Linked DNA regions of Oryctolagus cuniculus: region 1 is linked to region 2. Evidence: chromatin contacts called from public Hi-C data. All regions are on one chromosome and are shown on one strand. The core of a region is the stretch at or near the end of the contact, and the rest is flanking DNA. Distances in the headings are between cores, read along the strand shown.

Evidence for each region. Hi-C and Micro-C count contacts between places; a contact is called where the count stands out from the background.
Region 1: a contact with region 2 is called in a Hi-C map of an unstated tissue, with 2.4 times the contacts expected there. The contact joins the enhancer-like site here to the promoter of SRGAP1 in region 2. A contact is called at or near these places in 3 of 6 Hi-C or Micro-C datasets (ear pinna, embryonic fibroblasts and an unstated tissue).

Annotation. Positions count from the first base shown.
Region 1 is chr11:66,441,407-66,447,066 of mOryCun1.1, forward strand. No RefSeq gene overlaps it. Among named protein-coding and RNA genes, the nearest start is that of KICS2, 16 kb to the left of the region's middle. Within about 2 kb of position 1,430, at least 2 of the 8 cell types and tissues checked have an H3K27ac peak or open chromatin away from gene starts, as enhancers often do.
Region 2 is chr11:66,039,659-66,044,679 of mOryCun1.1, forward strand. It overlaps SRGAP1 (SLIT-ROBO Rho GTPase activating protein 1), which reads left to right and starts at 1,995. Exons shown (of 21, transcript XM_070052569.1): 1 at 1,995-2,837. The coding sequence starts at 2,771.

The DNA of each region.
Region 1 (5,660 bases), core at 180-2,679, 400 kb after region 2:
GCTTCGGGGCTCATTCCTACTGGCTCATTTCTACTTTAGTACAGGAGAGGGATCCAGACCTGGCCAGACTGTCAGCAAGTTGCTCCATATTGGACTTTCATTCATGGGCACAGATTGAAACTCAGTTAGCACAGGGGTAGGTGTTTGGTGCAGCAGTTAAGATGCTGCCTGGGACGCCATATCCCCTATTTGAGTGCCTCAGTTTGAGTTTCCATTCAACTTGTGATTTCAGCTTCATGCTAATGTGCGCCCTAGGAGGCAGCAGGTGATGGCTCAAGTAGTTGAGTCCCTACCACCCACATAGGAGACCAAGATTGAGTTCTGGGCTCCCAGATACAGCCTGGACCAACCCCAGCCACTATGGCATTCAGGAAAGGAATCAGTGGATGGAAGATACCTGTCTGTCTCTGTTTTTGTCTTTTTTTTTTTTTTGACAGGCAGAGTGGACAGTGAGAGAGAGAGAGAGAGAGAGAGAAAGGTCTTCCTTTGCCGTTGGTTCACCCTCCAATGGCTGCCGCGGCCGGCGCGCCGGTGCACTGCACTGATCCGATGGCAGGAGCCAGGAGCCAGGTGCTTTTCCTGGTCTCCCATGGGGTGCAGGGACCAAGCACTTGGGCCATCCTCCACTGCACTCCCTGGCCACAGCAGAGAGCTGGCCTGGAAGAGGGGCAACCGGGACAGAATCCGGCGCCCCGACCGGGACTAGAACCCGGTGTGCCGGCGCCGCAAGGCGGAGGATTAGCCTAGTGAGCCGCGGCGCCGGCCTCCTTCAATATTTTAACTGTTCAACATTTCATACTGCTCTCAGCACTAGGCGGCATCAGCAAACTATAGCTATGGACTGAATCTGACTTGCAAGCTTTAAGGATGGTTTTTATATTCCTGAAGGGTAAAGAGGAGGAAGAAGGAGAAGAAATCATATATAGCCACACAAAGCTTCAGATATTTACTATCTTGGCTTTTTGCAGAAAAGTTTGCTTATTTTCAAACAATATTCACAGTACCTTTTGTGTTTTTGTATTGTAATGTATTAGGTGCCTATAGCAACCATTCAGACTATTTTCAGTAGAAAGGGATTTAATACAGGGCATCAGAAGTTTACAGAATTAGAAAGTCTATAGGAATGGTCACTTAGGCCTCCAGGAATGATTCCTAGGACAACACTGCTGGGAAGGGGAGCCAATTCCTCTGCAGTAATCAGAAAGGCAGGGACTAGGCACTGGACTGCTGAGTTCAAGGACACATTTCTGTAGCCATGATCCAAGGATTAGGAGGCCACTGATGCCCTTGCAACTACCTCTCAACACCCACAGCTAGTGCCTACACTGAAATACTGCTGCAGAAAAGCCCAGTGTGTGCACAGCAGAGTTTGCCAGCAGAAACAAAACAGATGGCTGCAGCCTGGGTTCCACCTTCCAAGCACAGCTAATTGGCAGCAGCAGAGCCCTCACTGCAGGGAGATGGGGGAAGTATGGTGTTTCCTTCTTTAGCCTCTGCAGAGTAAGAAAATACACTAAAAGATTGGAATGACTGCTGTGAGCCAGAAACGGTTCAAACTATCTACAAATGTTGGTCTATGGCTTTAGGCTCTTTTAAACTCTCTCATCTTTGGCCATCTTCTTTTTCATTTGAGAAATCTTCCCTGACACTGTCTTGCTTACCTCCACCCTTACTGGACTGGATGCCCTTTTGTGAGTTTCCATAGCTCTTTGCCCTAGTTCTGTAATGTGCATGGCATTCCATATGGCAGTAACCTGGTTTCTTGCCGCTTCCTCTACTACAATGGCTTCTTGAAAGCAGAAACTTAATCTTATACTCATCATTGTGTAGGTAATCAGCTCATATTTGTGGAGGATGAAATAATTCCTGTGCTTTAATATCCAAATGGCTTTTCTTTGTTCTATACTGTTGGGTGCTGATATCTGTATACAGTGAAAGCTCAGTAATGTTAACTGTCCATCTTCCTTTCTGGCATGGCTAAGAGAAGTTCTACCAGGACTCTGTGTGTGTGTGTCTTTGACTCTCTGTATGTCTATATATGTTAGTAAATGCTATAGAACAGCTAATGTTTGAAGAGTTTCAGTATACTAGTAATGCACTAAGTATATTATCTCATTTACTTCTCATAACCTATTAAGTAGAAACTATTTTTATTCCCATATTGAAGAAACTGGGACCGAGTAGGTAAATAGTTTATCTACAGTCCCATTCATTGTAAGTGACAGGACTGGGACTCACAACCAGTTCTAGCTAATACCAAAATTTGTAATCTCTGCCATTATGATGACCATGATTATAACAGTGATGGCAGTGAATGATCCAGACATTGCTCTGTATTTTTTTCATAGAATTGATGGTCAATAGTTGTTACATATGAAGAGACAGACAAAGTTCTTGATCCCTGTGGTCTGTTCCTGGCTGTGCCACTAATTCACTGGGTGACTCTGGTAAACTAACCCTTCTGGGCTCCAGCTGCCTACTCCATCAAACAGAGAACAGTCTCCAACATACTTCTGGTTCTGGAGTCTCAGAACTCCGTGAATGGATTCTACTTTGTTTATCATTCCAGGGTTGTTAATTCTGTACAGTAAGACATCACTCTAAATTCCTAGCTTCTGTAGGAGCTCAAATTTGTCTTTTAGTTTTGTTACAACTTCTATGGTATCTAGTTCAGAGTTCTGCATAGTATATAACAGGCTCATCACAGGGCCATGACAGGTGTGTGTACACAGATACACACAGATAAAAATCTGCCCAGGGAGAAATGAGCCATCCTCACAAGACACTGTGCTTATTATATGTTACCTTCCTTTGGCATGACATTCAAATGTAATTTAGGGCTGCCAAAGAGAAATCAGTCCTTGGTACCTTTGGGAATGTTTTTTTCTGTGGTCACAAATAAGATTCTTATCCTTTACAGAGCTATGGTCACTGTCCAAGCAGTTATTCCTATGACTGAATATAGAAAGGTTTCTTTCATCAAAATTATGCTGAGTGCATGTTAAAAGGGTCTTGGCCTGTGGGTAATGGCAGGCACAATATGGAGTTTTATGCAAGGAACCAGTCCTTATTAAACTCCCTGTCTCTCTCACTTATAGAGCAGTGCACGACAAATCATTCCATAGCTTCTCCAGAGTATACATGAAGGCTTAAAGCCTGAACTCTGAGCAAGAAAAAAATGCCAAAATTAAATTATGTAGGGGGAGCCTGGCTGATGGTCTAGTTTTCTTTAAAGATTTGATTACAGAAAACCCACAAAGAAAATTGGAAATGGATATTAAGAAAGCTTCACCTGACTGAAAATACTACATGCAAAAAAAAAAAAAAAAAAGCAGAATTCCATCACCTGTTCATATGTGTATCTATGCATTTCTTAGTGACTGTCACCATGGTAGCAAGGCAATTTGACTTTTGAGCACAGTCCCCACAAAGGAGAGGATTAACAGCTCATCATGTGCTATTTCATCCCATTCTTTCTTTAATTGTGTTGGTCCTATATTCTTAGCTATTAGCCACTGAACTCTATGAATGAGCACAGTGGAACATGGTAGGCACTCCAGTCTACATAGTTAGTGCCTGAATTAACTGAATGGTATTTCTACTGTATCTTCCTTTTAAAGCTACAGAGAAAATCACCAAGGCAGAAATTTTATTTAACGAAAACGACTCCTAATACACTGGAGAGGAGAGGGCCTTAAAGCTAGGCCATTTTCGCGATTGGGCTGACCCAACACGGATTTCAGGTGGAGGAGGTAAAAGGGGAACATTTAGGTACTCTGAGATGTTGTCTGATCAGAAGACCAACATAGGAGTGGGAAGTGGAATAGTAACCAAATCCACATTCATCAGGCAGGCTTTTCATGGCCCAGCAGCTTTGTGTAAAGACTTGCAGTGAAAAGTTTGGCAGCACTTTCTGAAGCATTTAATGTCAGACCTGAGTTAAAACTCAGAGGACAAAGAGTTCCACCACTCAGGCTTCAAACTAAGAAAGCTTGTTAAGCCCCTGCCTCCACCTTATATCCTTTTAATGCTCAGCCCGGGAAGCCTCCTTATTCTCACTCCTTGAGTTAATGATAATCTTTTATTATAGCCTTTCCCCTAAAGTATTCTTTCATTTCACTTTAATTGTCAGGCATATAATTGCTCTTCATGTCAGTGACTTCCAGTTCTATTTTTAATGTTTTGTGATTTCACATTTTTAATTTGACGAGCTTAAACACAGACATACCTTCTTTGTTTTAATAGCCAGCACAGCCATATCTGCCACTTTAGAATCCGAGCTCCTGCAGTTTGAACAGGTCATCCAGGTATGCCACCTCCAGTTTTTAGATTGATATTCTAGTCATGTTCAAGGCCGAAAACAGCTGCAAGAATTCATCTTTGGGATTCTTCGGCAGTAGCTTCGGCTGCTAAGACTAAATTTGGCTAGTCTGGTGGACCAGCCACTGGGATACGATCATTACCATACTATACCCCTAAGATGAACTATACAGGACCAGTCTCTTGCAGAACACGTTGTAGAAGTCACTCTCCCAGGAAAAGAACAGGGTAAATTCTTCCAAACCTGCTAAGGCATTTGACCTAGTTGGTTGAATCTGGAATATAACTTGAAAGTGTAATTGGTTGCAAATATTTTTCTTTCCCTTTAGAATTACTTGAACTCGGAAGAGATGTTTCTCTTCACAGGGACTCAGACCATCACTCAGTACGTTTGACTCATTAGGTATGAAAGCTGAGGAGCAAATAATAGGACTTCATTTTATCCCAAGAATCTTTAAACCTCCAGTTGTGAGAGTCTGTGGTTACACAGTTGTGGTTATAGCATGCAAGGCCCCATCTCTTTGTTTCCATGTCTTGTCACCGTGTTGAACACAATGCCAGGCATAAAAGTTTGGTGAGTGTTGAGTGAGTGAACACTGTTTGACTCCTACCTACTTTTCCCACTGCAGCTCCTTCTGCCTCCCTTCCCAAACACATACAGTTTATACTTCGGCAAAACACTGAGTTTCCTAAAAATCCCTCCTGCTTTCCCACTTTCTGTATCTTTGCTGTTGCTGTACTCACTACCTGAAATGCTCATCCTTCATATCCCAGACTATGCATGAGTAACTATTTTTAAAATAGTATTATGTATTTACTTTTAAACAGCTGCTTTTTTTTTTTTAGTGATCTGCTCAGTGCCATTGCTTCTTCTTCCTTTTTTTTTTAAAGATTTATTTATTTATTTGAAAGTCAGAGTTACACAGAGAGAGGAGAGGCAGAGAGAGAGAGAGAGAGAGAGGTCTTCCATCTGATGGTTCACTCTCCAATTGGCTGCAACGGCCGGAGCTGCGCCAATCCGAAGCCAGGAGCCAGAAGCTTCTTCCAGGTCTCCCATGCGGGTTCAGGGGCCCAAGGACTTGGGCCATCATCTACTGCTTTCCCAGGCCACAGCAGAGAGCTGGATTGGAAGTGGAGCAGCCAGGTCTCAAACCAGTGCCCATATGGGATGCTGGTGCTGCAGGCCAGGGCATTAACCTGCTGCGCCACAGCGCCGACCCCATTTGCTTCTTTTTATTAAATTTATTTTATTTATTTGAAAGGCAGAGAGAGAGAAAGATCTCATTCACCAGTTCATTCCCCAATGTCCACAATGGCCAGGGGACAAAGCCAGGAGCCAG
Region 2 (5,021 bases), core at 745-3,244:
ACTGGAAGAGGAGCAACCAGGACAGAATCCGGCGCCCAAACTGGGACTAGAACCCAGGGTGCCAGCGCCGCAGGTGGAGGATTAGCCTAGTGAGCCGCAGCGCTGGCCTCTGTGAATACTTTTAACATCTTAATTTCTTTTTTTAAAAATTATTTATTTATTTGAAATGTAGACTAACAAACAGAGGGAAAGAGTGAGAGGGAGACAGAGGTTTTCCACCATCGGTTCACTCCCTAAATGGTCACAAGAAGGAGTTGTGAGCCAGGCCAAACCCATGAACAAGGAACTTCATCTGGGTCTCGCACATGAGTGGCAGGGAACCAAATTCTTGGGCTATCTTCTGCTGCTTTCCCATGTGCATTAGCAGGGAGGGCGACTGGAAGCGGAGCAACCATGACTGGCCCATGGCTCTGATATTGGATGCCTGTGTGAGATGGGCACAACCTGCAGTGCCACAGGCAGGCCTCTCAACACCATATGTATTTCAAAATTATCATAGTGGTATTTATTGCTCAATATTTGTTCTACGTATGGGATGATGGCACACAACATGCTAAAAGCTATATCCACCTATGAATTTATATGTGTACATACAAACATATGCATATGCCTTTTGTCAGCTTCAGTTCCAGGCCCCATACTTTTGTGGAAGACATCTTGCAGCCTGTTTGCAATTTCCCCAGAGTATGATGCTCCTCCTTCTCTCTGGATGCAACCCTTTGCCTCCCTGCTTAATCCTCAGCCATCTGTTCATTCCTCAGCCTTTACACCCAGTTCAGACTTGGACTCCCCCGAAGCCCTGACACAAGTGCAGTCCGTTTGTCCTTCTCACTCCCCTTCCCCAAGCCCGGCACTGCTTGTAAACACTTATTGGGCCAGCGCTATGGCATAGCTGTTAAAGTCACTGCCTGCAGTGCCAGCATCCCATGCGGGTGCCAGTTTGAGTCCAGGCTGCTCCACTTTCGATGCAGCTCCCTGCTAATGTGCCTGGAATGCAGAAGATGGCCTGGGTGCTTGGGCCCCTGAACCTACGTGGGATACCTGTAAAAAGCTCCTGTCTGGGTCCTGGTAGCCATTTGGGAAGTGAACCAGAGGATGGAAAACATCTCTCTCTCTCTGCCTCTGAAACTCTGCCTTTCAAAAAGATAAATAAATCTTTTAAAATAATTACTTATTTATCCAACAGACTACGAATCCCCATCTCTGAATCCCTACAGTGCTGTTTGGTGTTTGGCCCGCACGGAGCATTCCCAAGGTGTATCCACTGTATACATGGATGAATGACCACAAATCTCTGAAGATTTCGCAGGGGGAAAAACGTTTGGGTGCTGGACACGCCTTTGGTCACAACCACTTGGACCAATCCGGCTCAGAGTGTGGTTGATAGATGTTCTTCCTGCCCTCGATGGAAAACCTTCGGGCTCCTCTACGGTGCTAAACAGCAGGATCCTACACAATCCAGGCTCGGTTTTCCTACGGGAGCCCGACACCTCGAGGTCCCCCCCCCCCGCCCCCGTCCCCGTCCCCCAGGTTACGGCAACGTCCAGCTCTGGACTTCTCCACGGGATCCTGCAAGGCGCCCTGCCAAGGAGCCCACCCTCGGCCAGGAGGGGGGTTTTCCAGCTGCCGGGGGCAGCGATCCTGGCCTCCGCGCGCCGCACAGGGAGGCGCAGGGGCGCCGCCCACGGCCGCCCGGACCCGGCGCCCGGGGCCCGGCTGCGGTTGGCCACAAGAGGCATCCATCTTCCCAGACGAGCCCGGCGTTTCCTTGCCGAGCGGGCGGGGGCGAGGGCGGGGAAGGGCACTGGCCTCCCGCCCGCCTCTCCCGCGAGCCCTGCCCCGCCTCGCGCAGCCCCGAGCGGCCGCCGCCGCCGCCCGCAGAACGCTGGCTGGGGCGCCCGCGAGCCGCGGGCCGAGCGCGCGTCAACTTTGCTGCCGCCGGGGGCGCGGCTGCCCCGGGTGCGTGCGCGAGTGTGCTGGTCCCCGGCGGCCTCCTGGGGGCAGCCGCGGAAAGGCGGACGAGGAGAAAAGAGGCAGCCTCGGCGCCCCGTGGCCAAGGAGGCAGAGGCCGCTCCCGGCGCCGGCACCGGAGATCTGAAGTCCGCGGGGGCTGCGCCCGGGGCGCCTTCGAACATCGCAGCCGCCACCCTGCGGGTCAGCAGCGGGAACTCGCTCCAGGACCACGGTTTCCCTTCGCCTGCCGGGGCGATCGCAGCCGGGTTTGCAGGCGGCGGAGCATCCCCAGCCCGGGCGGGACCGTTGAGCGCCGGAGCCGGCGGCTGGAGGCAGGAAGGGAGGGTCGAGCGCCCGCCCTCCGCGACTAGCCCTGCCCCGGGCGCCCCGTGCGGGTCTCTAACAATGGTGTGGAGCGCCGGCGCGATCCCCGCGTCCGCCCAGCGCTCGTAGAGGAAGTGGCCCGGCTCCGGGTGGGGAGGGCAGGGAGACGCCCCCCGCCACGCGCTCGCCGGAGTTGGACCGCGCGCGCGTCCGGCCTCTCCGGCCGCGAGCCCCGGGCCCCCGGGGGGGATCGCCCACGGCGGCTCTAGCGCGAGAGTATGGTGCCAGCGCCCGGGTTGATCTAGTCCCCGGCTTGCTCCTGGGTGCCTCCTCCTCCTCCTCCTTCTCCTCCTCCTCCTCCTCCTCTTCCTCCTCCCCTCCCCTCCCTCCTGCCGGCGCCGCCTCGGCTTCTCGGCCGCGGTGGTCCCACTCTCCGCTGCGTGACCACTGAACGGAACTTGCCCACCGCAAGCCAGCCCGGAACAGCCGGAGAATGTCCACCCCGAGCAGATTCAAGAAGGACAAAGAGATCATAGCCGAGTATGAAAGTCAAGTCAAAGGTAAGGATGGGAGCGGCCGCCTGGCTCCTTTTGTGTGCCTTCTTGTCATTGTGTGGGGGAGTTGGGTTTCTAACTTGGTGTCTGCGTGGGAGGAAGGCGGCGAGGGTCAGCCCGAGCCCCGGCCGGGCCACCGGGGCGCTTCCTGCAGCCCAGTCCCCATCCCAATCCCGAGAAACCCACAGGGAGCAGGAGACCGGCTGGCGTCTCCCAGCTGCCGGCCCGAAGCTCTGGTCGGGGGAAGAGACTGCCTTTAACTTAACCACCTTGGGCTGTGCAACTTACCTGGGGAGGCAGGGAGGCAGGCGGCGCCGGTAATCCCAGACCGCTTCCCACCGTGGTTCATTCATTCATTGCTTTTAGAGGATACCATTGTCACAACATGGAATGGAGTCATTTTTGTGAAGTCTGAACACCAAGGGTCTGGAGCCTCGTGGAGTGCGGGCTCGGAGACCTTAGCACGGTTGTCTGTAGGGGCGAGTCACCTCTTTTGTAAAATAGCTTCCCTGACAGTTAACCCAAGCTGTGACTAGTGGAATCTGACTCCTCCTTTACAACGGCCGGGATTCAGTGCCATCTTCCACACTCGTGGGAATCGTGCTCTATCATTTGCTAGAAGCCTCCAGCAAGGAAAATGAAGGTTTGGATATCCGAGTAGTAGTTTCAATCTATTTACATCGTCAGCTAATGAAGGAAACCCAGTTAAGGTTGCTGATGCATTCTTACTTTCTGTGCCTTGTGATTTTAAAAAAAATGTGTTTTGTCTCCGGTACAAGTGTTTTAATTTTGCTGCCGAAGTGCTTAATAAACATGTATGCTGGTTGTTTGGCCCGGGTTCTTTTGTGGTCCCTAAGATATCACTTTCCTGATTCAGACAATGGGTGGAGCGTTGAGATCACTGCTCTGCTTTGGCATATCCAGTGCAAAGTTCAGGAAGATTTTCTCTAGACACCTGTGTTTGTCTGTATACTGGCTTACGAAAGAGCTGTTGAGAGAACCATTGCTGTACTTGCCTGGGGAAAGGCAGGAGCAGCCTGTGAGTTCTTTTGTGTGGTCAAGTTGTGAAAATGCCCGGCGTCCTGGGGGAGGACCTGGTGGGGAATCCTGGATGTGCCAAGTGGGAGTGGGCGCTGCCGCGACCTGACCTGCTCATCACGGCCTGGCAAGCACAACGTGCAGTCTCTGGGATTCAGTCTTCCTGCAGGCTGACCTGAAGGTGGAGTGAAGCTAAATATTGTTCAGGGAACCCCGATTCCTTTACCTGCTTGGAATTAGGATAATCTACACTTACAGGAACTTGCCACATTGATACGGAAGTTAACTGAGCAGAGAAGGCCTTTTCTTAGAACCAGGTGAATCTCCTACTGATGATAACCTTTCTCTGTCGAGTCCGGTGCAGCCTGAAGCCTTTCGTTCTAAGGCAGCACTCTGGTTCACAGTCATCATTTCTCCGTGCAGTGTTTCTACAGGGCTCTTGTGTGGCACTTCTTCCAGGGATGGCAGTCTGGTTTTTTGCTGCCTGGAGCGCTGACAGGCAGAATGCACTTCCTAATGCTGGTGTGGTTATCTCTGCTCTAAGTCTCTGTTTGGAAAACATTCTTGTGATTAATTTCTTCCAGCATATGAATTCTGTAGGTGTGTGGTTACTTGTATCCTTGAGAGTTACATTGATTACTAATCAGTTAAATGGGCTGTGTTGCAAGGTGCCTACCCAATGCAACGAAACATGATAGAAATGTTTTTTTTTGGAATTAATTCTGATGCACAAAAAGTGACCTTCTCCCTATTCCCTTAAGGCCTCCTCCCCTGCACACACCCAAGAGTCCTTAGGCAGCTTTCCTGCTGTTCATTGTACCTGTCCCGCCCTGTGTGCAGACGTCAGCTCTTCCCTAGTACTTATACATCCAGTGTCCCACCTCCATATATAGGCAAATATGGGAAACCATCGACAGGTAAACTATCCTTAGGCAAATATGGAAATAGGCTACTAGTAGGGTCCTATGCACTTTAAGTGGCACAAGTTCACCTGTACTTCTAGGCAAAGTCAAGCAGGGAGTTGGAGAGAAATGACAGTGAGGCAGTGCTTGAAGCCAGATATCCTAGGCAATGGGAGTGGGCCACTTTGTAAGGATAGCATGGGAGGGAAACTGGCTGTTTCATATCCTGTGTCTTTGAGGGTGGGGATCT